Linked DNA regions of Sus scrofa: region 1 is linked to region 2. Evidence: chromatin contacts called from public HiChIP or PLAC-seq data. All regions are on one chromosome and are shown on one strand. The core of a region is the stretch at or near the end of the contact, and the rest is flanking DNA. Distances in the headings are between cores, read along the strand shown.

Region 1 (5,087 bases), core at 889-3,388, 75 kb after region 2:
GCTCCATGGCTGAAAAATGTCTTATTCTGCCCTCATTTTAAAAGTATTGATTTGTCTATATTCACAAAGGTGAAAATAGTTTATTTTACCCTTAGAATCTTTAAGACATTGTTTAATTGTCTTTAAACCTTCAGTATTGCTGTTGAGAAATTTAATGCTGTTCTTATTACTCATTCTCTGTGCCCCATTTTCCATTCCCTCTTTGGGAGTATATATGATCTTTTTATTTTTTGTACCTGCTGTTCTGAACCTTATATTGAAGTATTATTTTCATAAAGGTTTTGCTCAGTGCCTTAGGCTTTTTTTGAGGGGGGTGCTGGTTTGGAAACTCCTGCTTTCTTTTTTTAATTATTATTAGTTTAGAGATAATTTTGTCTCATCTTCTTGGGAAATAAAAAAAAAGCCTTGCTGCCATTCTTCTAGGAGCCAGTTGAGGGAGAGGACTAGGGACATAGAATGTATTGTTCAGATAAGCCTCCGGTTTTTATCAGAGGACCCAGTGGCAGTCCTCAGCTATGCCTGAACCCAGAGTCTGTTTGCTATAGTCTCTCCAGATTAAATTTTCCTCCAGACATCTGCCTAGGATTTGGTAGGACTAGTCTTGTTGGATGTAGGGAAACTGAGAATCTGACTATTTTTGACCCTATGAAAATCCCCCCAACCTGTGTTTTGGTTCCTTTTGTAAATCTTTCAGTGGCTCTCCGATGGGACTCACCTGCTAGTTGGCTTCTCTCACCTCTGTAGGAGTTTCTGTTTTGGTTTGCTTTATTCTGCAGAGTCAGTTCACTGCCGATATATTCTCTGAATTTTGTTATTAGAGAACTGTAGTATGTATGCCTTTGAGTTCGTTCCTTGTTCCCTGACCCCCTCTTTGTGGGTTAATGCCTTTTTATTCCTTTGCTATCATTTCAGTGGGGTTTAGGGAGGTAGTAAAGACAGACATTTTTGGATTTTGTCCTCTTTTAACTGGCGTACCTTAATTAGATTTAAATTGTTACCTAAGTATTATTTTTTTGGTGCTGTCCTAAATGTTACAAGGACCTTACAGTGTAGTATTTCTCGCTTTTAAAAATAGGAACCCAAAATAACAGTTATGGTTTGCACTATGGGGTGGGTGGGGATGTGTGTGTGTATTTTCAGTATTTTAAAGTTTGGTTCTGGATAGACTAATATTTTGGACTATCTGATACAGATAGTATCTTGATATTAAAAGTCTGTAGATTTTTTGATAATCTCTTAAAGGTATTTTCCATTCATTGTAGAACTTAAATGTGTAATTTTTATAATATGAAACATTCATACATAGTATTTTTACTAAATAGCTAAGATTGGGATAGATCTATGTGTCAAATTAGCTTTATTACTTTATGCTAACATTAACAACCACCTAAATTTCCACAGCCTAATAAAACATTTTAACCATTTTTTCCCCAGCAGGAGAAAAACAATTAATAAATAAGCTAAATAAGCTCTCTTACGTATTCGTCAGCACACATTGCTATTTGAGTTGAACATTTGACTATTTGCAAGATTGTTTGAGGCATAGTTAAGGGTAGCACACTGGGAGTTCCCATTGTGGCTCAGAGGAAACAAATCTGACTAGTAACCATGAGGTTGCAGGTTTGATCCCTGGCCTTGCTCAGTGGGTTAAGGATCTGGCATTGTTGTGAGCTGTGGTGTAGGTCACAGACCCAGCTCGGATCCCATGTGCTGTGGCTGTGGTGTAGGCCGGCAGTTGTAGCTCTGATTAGATCCCTAGCCTGGGAACCTCCAACATGCCGCAACTGCAGCCCTAAAAAAAAATAGCACACTGGTGGACATATGGAATGAGTCACACCATCTCCATCTGGTTTGCTGTCATACCTGGGTGGTGGTCGTTACAAGTAAAATTCCTGGGGATCTGCATATGACTTAATTACACTGCAGAAACACTGGGCTCCACCAGTAGATGACTTTGGAACTTCTTGAAACCAATTTACTGGCAAACATGCTTTCAAAATATCAGTGCTACTATTATTAAGTGAGTCATTATTTAATTTTTTTTCACTAGAGACTTAAAATGTGTATTTTAGGATCCAGAGTGAGTAGTACTTCAGTATTGGAACTATAAAAATGATGTTGTTTACTTGCCTAACACTTTGATCCAGTAGTTATGACTAATGTCATTATAGTAAAGTGTTTTATAAACACCGGCTTCACATACAGCTAGACTAGACTTAGTAAAAAAGGGGAAGTGGCTCCAGCTTCCAGAATATGTCTTAAAAATAACTAGATGAGTAAATAATTCAGTATTGATTAATTTGGATTTCATTCATTTAACTGATCAGATTTGGTAGATGGAGAAGATGGTCTGCAAATGAAAATTTAATTTGTGTAAAAGTAGTGGCTGCGATAGGTAGTGACATGGATTCTTACGTTGACATACATTAAAACCAGCTTTTTTGTTGTGTAGTTCTATGAGTCTTGTGTGTGTGTGTGTGTTTTGTCTTTTTAGGGCTGCACCCTTGGCATCTGGAGGTTCCCAGGCTCTAGGGGTCTAATCGGAACTGTTGCTGCCAGCCTACGTCAGAGCCATAGCAACGCCAGATCTGAGCTGCGTCTGCGACTTAGACTGCACCTAACGGTAACGCTGGATTCTCAACCCACTGAGCGAAGCCAGGGATTGAACCCGCAACCTCATGGTTCCTAGTTGGATTTGTTTGTGCTGTGCCATGACGGGAACTCCCTAGGAGTCTTAACATGTGTACAGATTCATGTAACTCCGACCACAGTTAGCATATGGAAAAGGGAGTTCCCGTCGTGGCGCAGTGGTTAACGACTGTATAATCTTTTTAGGTTTTAGTGCCTTCTTCACTCAGTATAACTTTAGGATAAATTCCATGTTAATTGTTACATATTTTGATAGTCCATTTCTCCTTATTACTGAGAGTATTTCACTGCTTGTGCATTTACTCATATCTCACTTGAGGGACATTTGGGTTGTTGTCCAGTTTTTGATGCATGTGAACCAACCCAGTTGTTTCATACAGATATTTATATACAGATTTTTATTTCACTGGGGTAAATAGCTAAGAGTAGAATTGTTAGGTCATATGGTAAGTGTATGTTTAATTTAATTAAAAAAATGACGGAGTTCCCATCATGGCTCAGTGGTTAATGAATCTGACTAGGAACCATGAGGTTGTGGGTTCGATCCCTGGCCTCGCTCAGTGGGTTGAGGATCCAGCATTGCCGTGAGCTGTGGTGTAGGTCACAAGTTGCTGTGGCTGGCAGCTACAACTCCAATTCGACCCCTAGCCTGGGAACTTCCATATGCCATGGGTTTGGCCCTAGAAAACACACACACAAAAAAATTGTCAGTGTTTTTGTTTTGATTTGACTTCCCCTTTATACTGGTTTTAAGGCTATAAATTCCATGTTATTTCATGGTCACCACTGAAACTTTTATTCTCCATCCTAATATTGTAGAGTTAATCAGTATTTTAACCTTCCCCTAATAATACAAAGTCTTTAAAAATACGAAGTGCTGTTGGTGGCAAAATGTTAAATTTGCTCCCTCCCCTCTACTATAAATAGGACACTTTGAAATCAGATGATATTTGTTTACATTTGCCAGTGTGTTTCACAGTTTCTTTGCTCACCTTTTTGCATCTCAGGACCTTCTTGGGGTTATTTTTCTTCTTAAAGTATATGCAGTATACAGTCATCCCTTGTTACACATGGGGGATTCGTTCCAGGATGCCTCGTGTTTACCAAAATCTGAAGATGCTCAAGTCCTTGATGTAAGATGCGTATAACCTGCACCCATCCTCCTGTATACTTTAAACCATCTCTAATTGCTTATGATACCTAATACAATGTGAATGCCTTGTAAATACAGTGTGAATGCTGTGGGCATATGGCAAATTCAAATTTTGCTTTTTGGAACTTGCTGGAATTTTTCTCCTCCAGTAGTTTTGATCTTTAGTTGGTTGAATCTCTGGATGTGGAACCCACGGACACAGAGGGCCAACTGTATGTTTATTTAGTGAAGCTGTCCTGGGGGTAAACTCTGATCTTTGCTTATCTTGAAAATATTTTGATTTTACACTTCAAAGTTTTTTTTTTTTGCTGGGGTTTACACTGTTGCTTTTTTCTTCCTACTTGAAGATAATATTCTGCTATTTTCTGTTTTCCATTGAGAAGTCTTTCAGTCAGATTTTGTTTCCTCTGTCTTTTCTTTCATATTGCTTTTAAGATGTTCTCTTCGGAGTTCCCGTCGTGGCGCAGTGGTTAACGAATCCGACTGGGAACCATAAGGTTGCGGGTTCGGTCCCTGCCCTTGCTCAGTGGGTTAATGATCCGGCGTTGCCGTGAGCTTTGGTGTAGATTGCAGATGCGGCTCGGATCCTGCGTTGCTGTGGCTCTGGCATAGGCCGGTGGCTACAGCTCCGATCGGACCCCTAGCCTGGGAACCTCCATATGCCGCGGGAGCGGCCCAAGAAATAGCAAAAAGACAAAAAGAAAAAAAAAAAAAAGGTGTTCTCGTCATCTTTGAAGTTTCACCCAAATGTTTCTTAGTATGAATTTCATTTTTGCTGATTTTGTTAAGCTATGTTTCCTATATCTGTAGAGACATGACTTTCATTGACTCTTAAAAATCTCAGCCATTGGCTCTTCTAGTGTTGCCTCTCCTTTTAATTCTGTCTCTCAAAATCAAAAATGTTGATTACACTTTTTAATAGCCCCCTCCTTTCCTTTTCTGAAAGTCTTTTCTGTCTCCTTTTGCACTTGTGCTGCCTTCTGGGTTATTGCTTCTATCTTCTAGGTCACCAAATCCCTCTTTTGTTATGTCTAATCTGCTCCTTTATTTATTGAATTTATTAATGAATTTTTAATTTCCACATTTATACTTTTTTTTAATCTGTGAAAATTCTGACTTTTAAGTTTACATGTTCTGATAATTACATATTTCCTGTTCACTGTTGTTCCATCTTTTGTTAAACATTTCCCATATGCTGTGTTTATCTTATATTTTGTGTTTGATAATGCCAATGGCTAAAATCTTGGGGAGAAGTGGTATAAGAGAGATGTTGTTTCTACTGACT
Region 2 (4,591 bases), core at 922-3,421:
CTCAGAAGAGCCCCTTCTCAGGCATCAGAAAAAGGGAACCTTCTTCGGGAATCCCTGTGAAATGCTAATCAAACTCTCCAGTTAAGCATCCTACACCTTAGGTGCTGGACTGGAGAGGACTGAGAGGTTGTTATTATTCTTATTATTTTTAATGGATGCACCCATAGCATATAAAGTTCCCAGGCTAGAGATTGCATTCAAGCAGAATCCTCTAACCCCTAGCGCTGCGCCGGGCTGGGGAATCGAACCCTCGCCTCGGCAGCAACCTGAGCCACTGTGGTTGGATTCTTAATCCACTGCACCACAGCAGGAACTCTTGGTTGTTATGTCTGTAATCTAATCTCTTGTACAGAAGGAAACTATGAACCCTAGAGCCCTGCCCTTTCCCTTTAGCCCCAATTTACTCTAAAGAGAAATCGGGAAGAAAAAAAAAAATTACCAGAACAATTTAGCTCAAAGCAAATAACACGCCTCCTATGCCAGGTACACAGGTGTGATCACTCCTGCTCATTGGAGTGTCTGGAGGCAAGGGTCAGATTTATTCCTGCAACTGAGCCAATTTTTTTTTTTTTTAAGGCTGTACCTGCAGCATATGGAAGTTTCCAGGCTAGGGGTGGAATCAGAGCTCCAGCTGCCAGCCTACACCACAGCCACAGCAATGGGGCCAGATTCAAACCGCGTCCACAACCTACACCACAGCTCATGGCAACGCTGGATAACTAACCCACTGCGCGAGGCCAGGGATCAAACCCATATCCTCATGGATCCTAGTCAGGTTCGTTACCACTGAGCCACAACAGGAACTCTGCCAGCTGTCCTTTGATCAGTGAGACTGAGCGAGGAGAATGGAGAGAGAGAGATGTCTCTTCACAGAGACGATAAAGACAGATGTAGAAAGGGCTATTGGAAATGCCATGCTGCCCCCAACACCTCCTCTTCCTGCTGGCCACTAGCATGGTCTGTAAGTGTGCCCGGGGAACTTGGCTCATCTGAGGTCAGGCACTGTGCCTGTAAAAGCAGGGTGTACCTTGAAAGACAAGGATGGAGAAGGCATGATGGTGGGTGGAGAAGGCAAGTACGGTGGGACAAGAATCTGAAAGGAGAGATAGGAAAGCACAAGCCTGACTGATTTCTCAAATGTGCTGAAGAGTGAGCAAAACCTGGTTTTAAAGCAGAGCCTCAGAGTTCCCTGGTGGCTCAGTAGGTTAAGGACCTGACCTTGTCCACTGAGGTAGTGTGGGTTTGGCCCCTGGCCCAGAAATTTCCGCATGCCATGGGCATGACCAAAAAGAAAAAAAATAATAATCATAAAGACAGAGGCTGAACCTTCATGCTCTTTTGTGAAGAAGGTATTTCATCAAGGCTGCTTCCTAAGGATGTTCAGGTTGTGCACTGCACACCTTCAGGGGCACTGTTTAGTTCACAGCCAGGCCCATCTGCAATTTTCTGAAGGTGAGATGCACCTGTATAGGGGGGTGGAGTGATAGAATGTGTGTTCCGAGGCAAATGGAAGTTCCCAGGCTAGGGGTTGAATCGGCACCACAGCTGCTGGCCTACACCACAGCCACAGTAACACAGGGTCCAAGCCGCGTGTGTGAACCACACCAAAGCTCACAGCAGTGCCGGCTCCTTAACCCACTGAGTGAGGCCAGGGATTGAACCCTTGTCCTCATGGGTGCTAGTTGGGTTCATTACCACTGAGCCACAAGGAGAACTCCAGGAAGATATCTTCATGCTTCTGCTTCATAGACTAGTTCAGCTTATGGCTATGCCCAGCTCTGTTAGAAGGTAAGATTTTCTGTCTGTGAGCTCTTGAATTTGGATTTTTATTGTGGCTGATTTTTGTTTTAATTTTCAAAGCTCTGAGTTGAGTGGTTAGTACCATATTCAGGATATTTTGGACTTTTCTGGACATTGGGGCCACGGGGCATGTTTGTTCTCCCTCGGCCTTAACAGCAAGGCCTTCTGCGTCAGAGCCTTCAAAAGGCTTCCCTGGGCTGCGCCTTAGCGGCTGTTGGAAACTATGTCATTAGACACAAGAGGGCGCTGTGTGCTCAGAAGTCACCCTCTGCGGGACTGCTGACTAACTCCAGGACCTTAAAGGGATGATAAAATGGGCTTGGGAGGGGCAAGATTGGCCCCAAAGGTAATCAAAGGGGCTCAGACATAAAGTCAGCTGTGAGGAGCTGGGAAGAATTTTCATCCTAGTGTTTGAAACCCCAGTGCCGTCTGTGCAGCCATCTAGGCTAGATGATGGTGTCATCAAGACGTGACCTCTGCGGGATCAGAAAAAAGATTTCACCATGGCAGGGAATCTGCCGTGGTCTTTATGTATTTCTTTATTTTCTTAATGGTGTTCCCAGGCTAGGGATCCAATACGAGCTGCAGTTTTGACTATGCTGCAGCTGTGGCGACGCTGGACCTTAACCCACTGCAGCTGGTCTGGGGAACCAGAGCTCCAGAGACACCGCTGATCACATTATGCCACAGCGGGAACTCCTCTGCTGCAGAAGGTTCTGATCACAGAAACCTTATTCTGAGAAAGCCTCTCATGCATTTGAGGAAAACACCATGAACTTGCCATGTGCCAGGCACAATTTGAGGGTTCAAATGCAGCCCTGCCTCAGACAGCTGGCTCTGCCCTTCTTCAGCTGATTTTCTGATAGGACCCCAATCAGTAACCTCAGGCACATTCAGGGTTTCCATCTTCTGGTTTCTTTTTTCTCTGGGTCAGTCCCAACCAGCACTATTTACTTTTTTTGGGGGGGGGGTATAGTTGCCTTGCAATATTATGTAAGTTTAAGGTAAGCAACAGAATGATTCGATATTTTTATAGATTCTACTCCATTTATCAAATAATGGCTCTATCCCCTGTGCTGTACAATATATCCCTGTAGCTTCTTTATTTTATAGGATGGAGTTTGGACCTCTTAATTCCCATCCCTATCTTACTCCGCCCTCTTCCCCCCTGCCCACTGGTAACCACTACTTTGTTCTCAATATGTGGGAGTCTGTTTCTTAGCTGTTATATTTGCCAGTTTGTTGTATAGTTTAGATTCCACATATAGGGGATAACATACAATACTTATCTTCTTCTGACTGATTTCCCTGAACATAATACCCTCTAAGTCCATTCATGTTGTTGCAAATGGCAAAATTTCATCCTTTTCTGGCTGAGTGGTATTCCATTGTGTGTGTGTATGTGTGTGTGTGACATCATCCTTATGCATTTGTCTGTTGATAGACACTTAGATTGCTTCTGTATCTTGGCAATTATAAATAATGCTTTCTGTGAACATTGGAGTGCATGTATCTTTTGGAATCTGTGTTTCCTTTTCTTTGGATATATAGCCAGGAGTGGAATTGCTGGGTCATATGGTAACTCTATTTTTAGTTTTTTGAGGAATCTTCAAACTGTTTTCCATAGTGGCTGCACCAGTTTACATTCGCCCCAACAACGGACAAGGGTTCCTTTTTTCTCCACATCCTCATCAACGTGTGTTATTTGTGGTCTTTTTTGATGACGGCCATTCTGACAGGTGTGAAGTGATATCTCACTGTGGTTTTGATTTGCATTTCTCTAATAATTAGCGGTGTCAAGCATCTATTCATATGCCCATTGGCCACCTGCATGTCTTCTTGGGAAAACTGTCTCTTCCGGTCCTCTGCCCATTTTTGAATTGAGTTGTTTGTTTTGTTGACATGGAGCTGTATAAGGTACTTGTATATTTTTGATATTGACCCCTTATCGGTTGTATCATTTGCAAATATTTTCTCCCATTCAGTAGGTTGTCTTTTCACTTTGTCCATGGTTTCCTTGGCTGCACAAAAGCTTCTAATTAGGTTACATTATGTATTCTTATGCTGAGAGGGAATGCGAGTCACACATTCAACTCCCAAGCATGGCTGCAGGCCACATTTTTAGAGATGCCATCTGGCTCCAGTTGATCTGACTGCTTACTGGAGAGTGGGGACGGCAACGACCTTCCACCAACTGGAAGGGGATGATGGAAGGGTTTGGTCTTTGCCCTAGAGAAGGTCTCTGGCCTGGCCTGTTCACATTCAACTGATTTTGCAGTTTATTCCACACAGCGAACCGCACCTGCTCGGTCTTATGTGGGGCCATCCCTGATCCTATTTAACCAGAAGCAAAGCATGACTCCTCTAGATCCTGTACAGCCAGGCACTGTTGTGGGAGAATCACGGCTACTTCAGATCCCTGCCGCAACAGCCTGTTTTATCTCATGGGGCTTCTTCACGTCCTGGTCTGCTTGGCTAGGATCTCTTGAAAAAAATCAGGATCTGAGGCGATGAGAAGCAGGCGACATCTGTTTCGTAAACCAACCCGCTTCCCCTTACACGGATACCACCCTTTAGATGGTAACACCATGAACCCTCCCTGTGAAAATCCCTCTGTCCTACCATGAGCGGTGCCATCACAAAGTCCCCATGAGGCCCCGCCCCTGGCTGCCCCTTCTGAGTCAGGGCTGCATGTTCAAGTTTAGGGTGTGTCATTGGCAGCCTGGGGCTCGCCTTCCAGAAAGGATCAAAGGGCGCAGCAAAAACAGCGTGTTGGCCGTGACCTCGTACC

Evidence for each region. HiChIP or PLAC-seq counts read pairs in DNA pulled down with a chosen protein or histone mark.
Region 1: an H3K27ac HiChIP or PLAC-seq map of alveolar macrophages shows a contact between it and region 2. The contact joins two enhancer-like sites. A contact is called at or near these places in 2 of 47 Hi-C or Micro-C datasets (embryonic fibroblasts and fibroblasts) and 1 of 2 datasets of contacts at active chromatin or transcription factors (alveolar macrophages).

The regions. Positions count from the first base shown.
Region 1 is chr15:128,908,128-128,913,214 of Sscrofa11.1, forward strand. All of the region lies in intron 1 of AGFG1 (arf-GAP domain and FG repeat-containing protein 1), which reads left to right. Among named protein-coding and RNA genes, the nearest start is that of AGFG1, 12 kb to the left of the region's middle. Within about 2 kb of position 2,139, at least 2 of the 83 cell types and tissues checked have an H3K27ac peak or open chromatin away from gene starts, as enhancers often do. A contact at or near this core is called in alveolar macrophages, where this site is marked.
Region 2 is chr15:128,833,155-128,837,745 of Sscrofa11.1, forward strand. No RefSeq gene overlaps it. Among named protein-coding and RNA genes, the nearest start is that of TM4SF20, 21 kb to the left of the region's middle. Within about 2 kb of position 2,172, at least 14 of the 83 cell types and tissues checked have an H3K27ac peak or open chromatin away from gene starts, as enhancers often do. A contact at or near this core is called in alveolar macrophages, where this site is marked.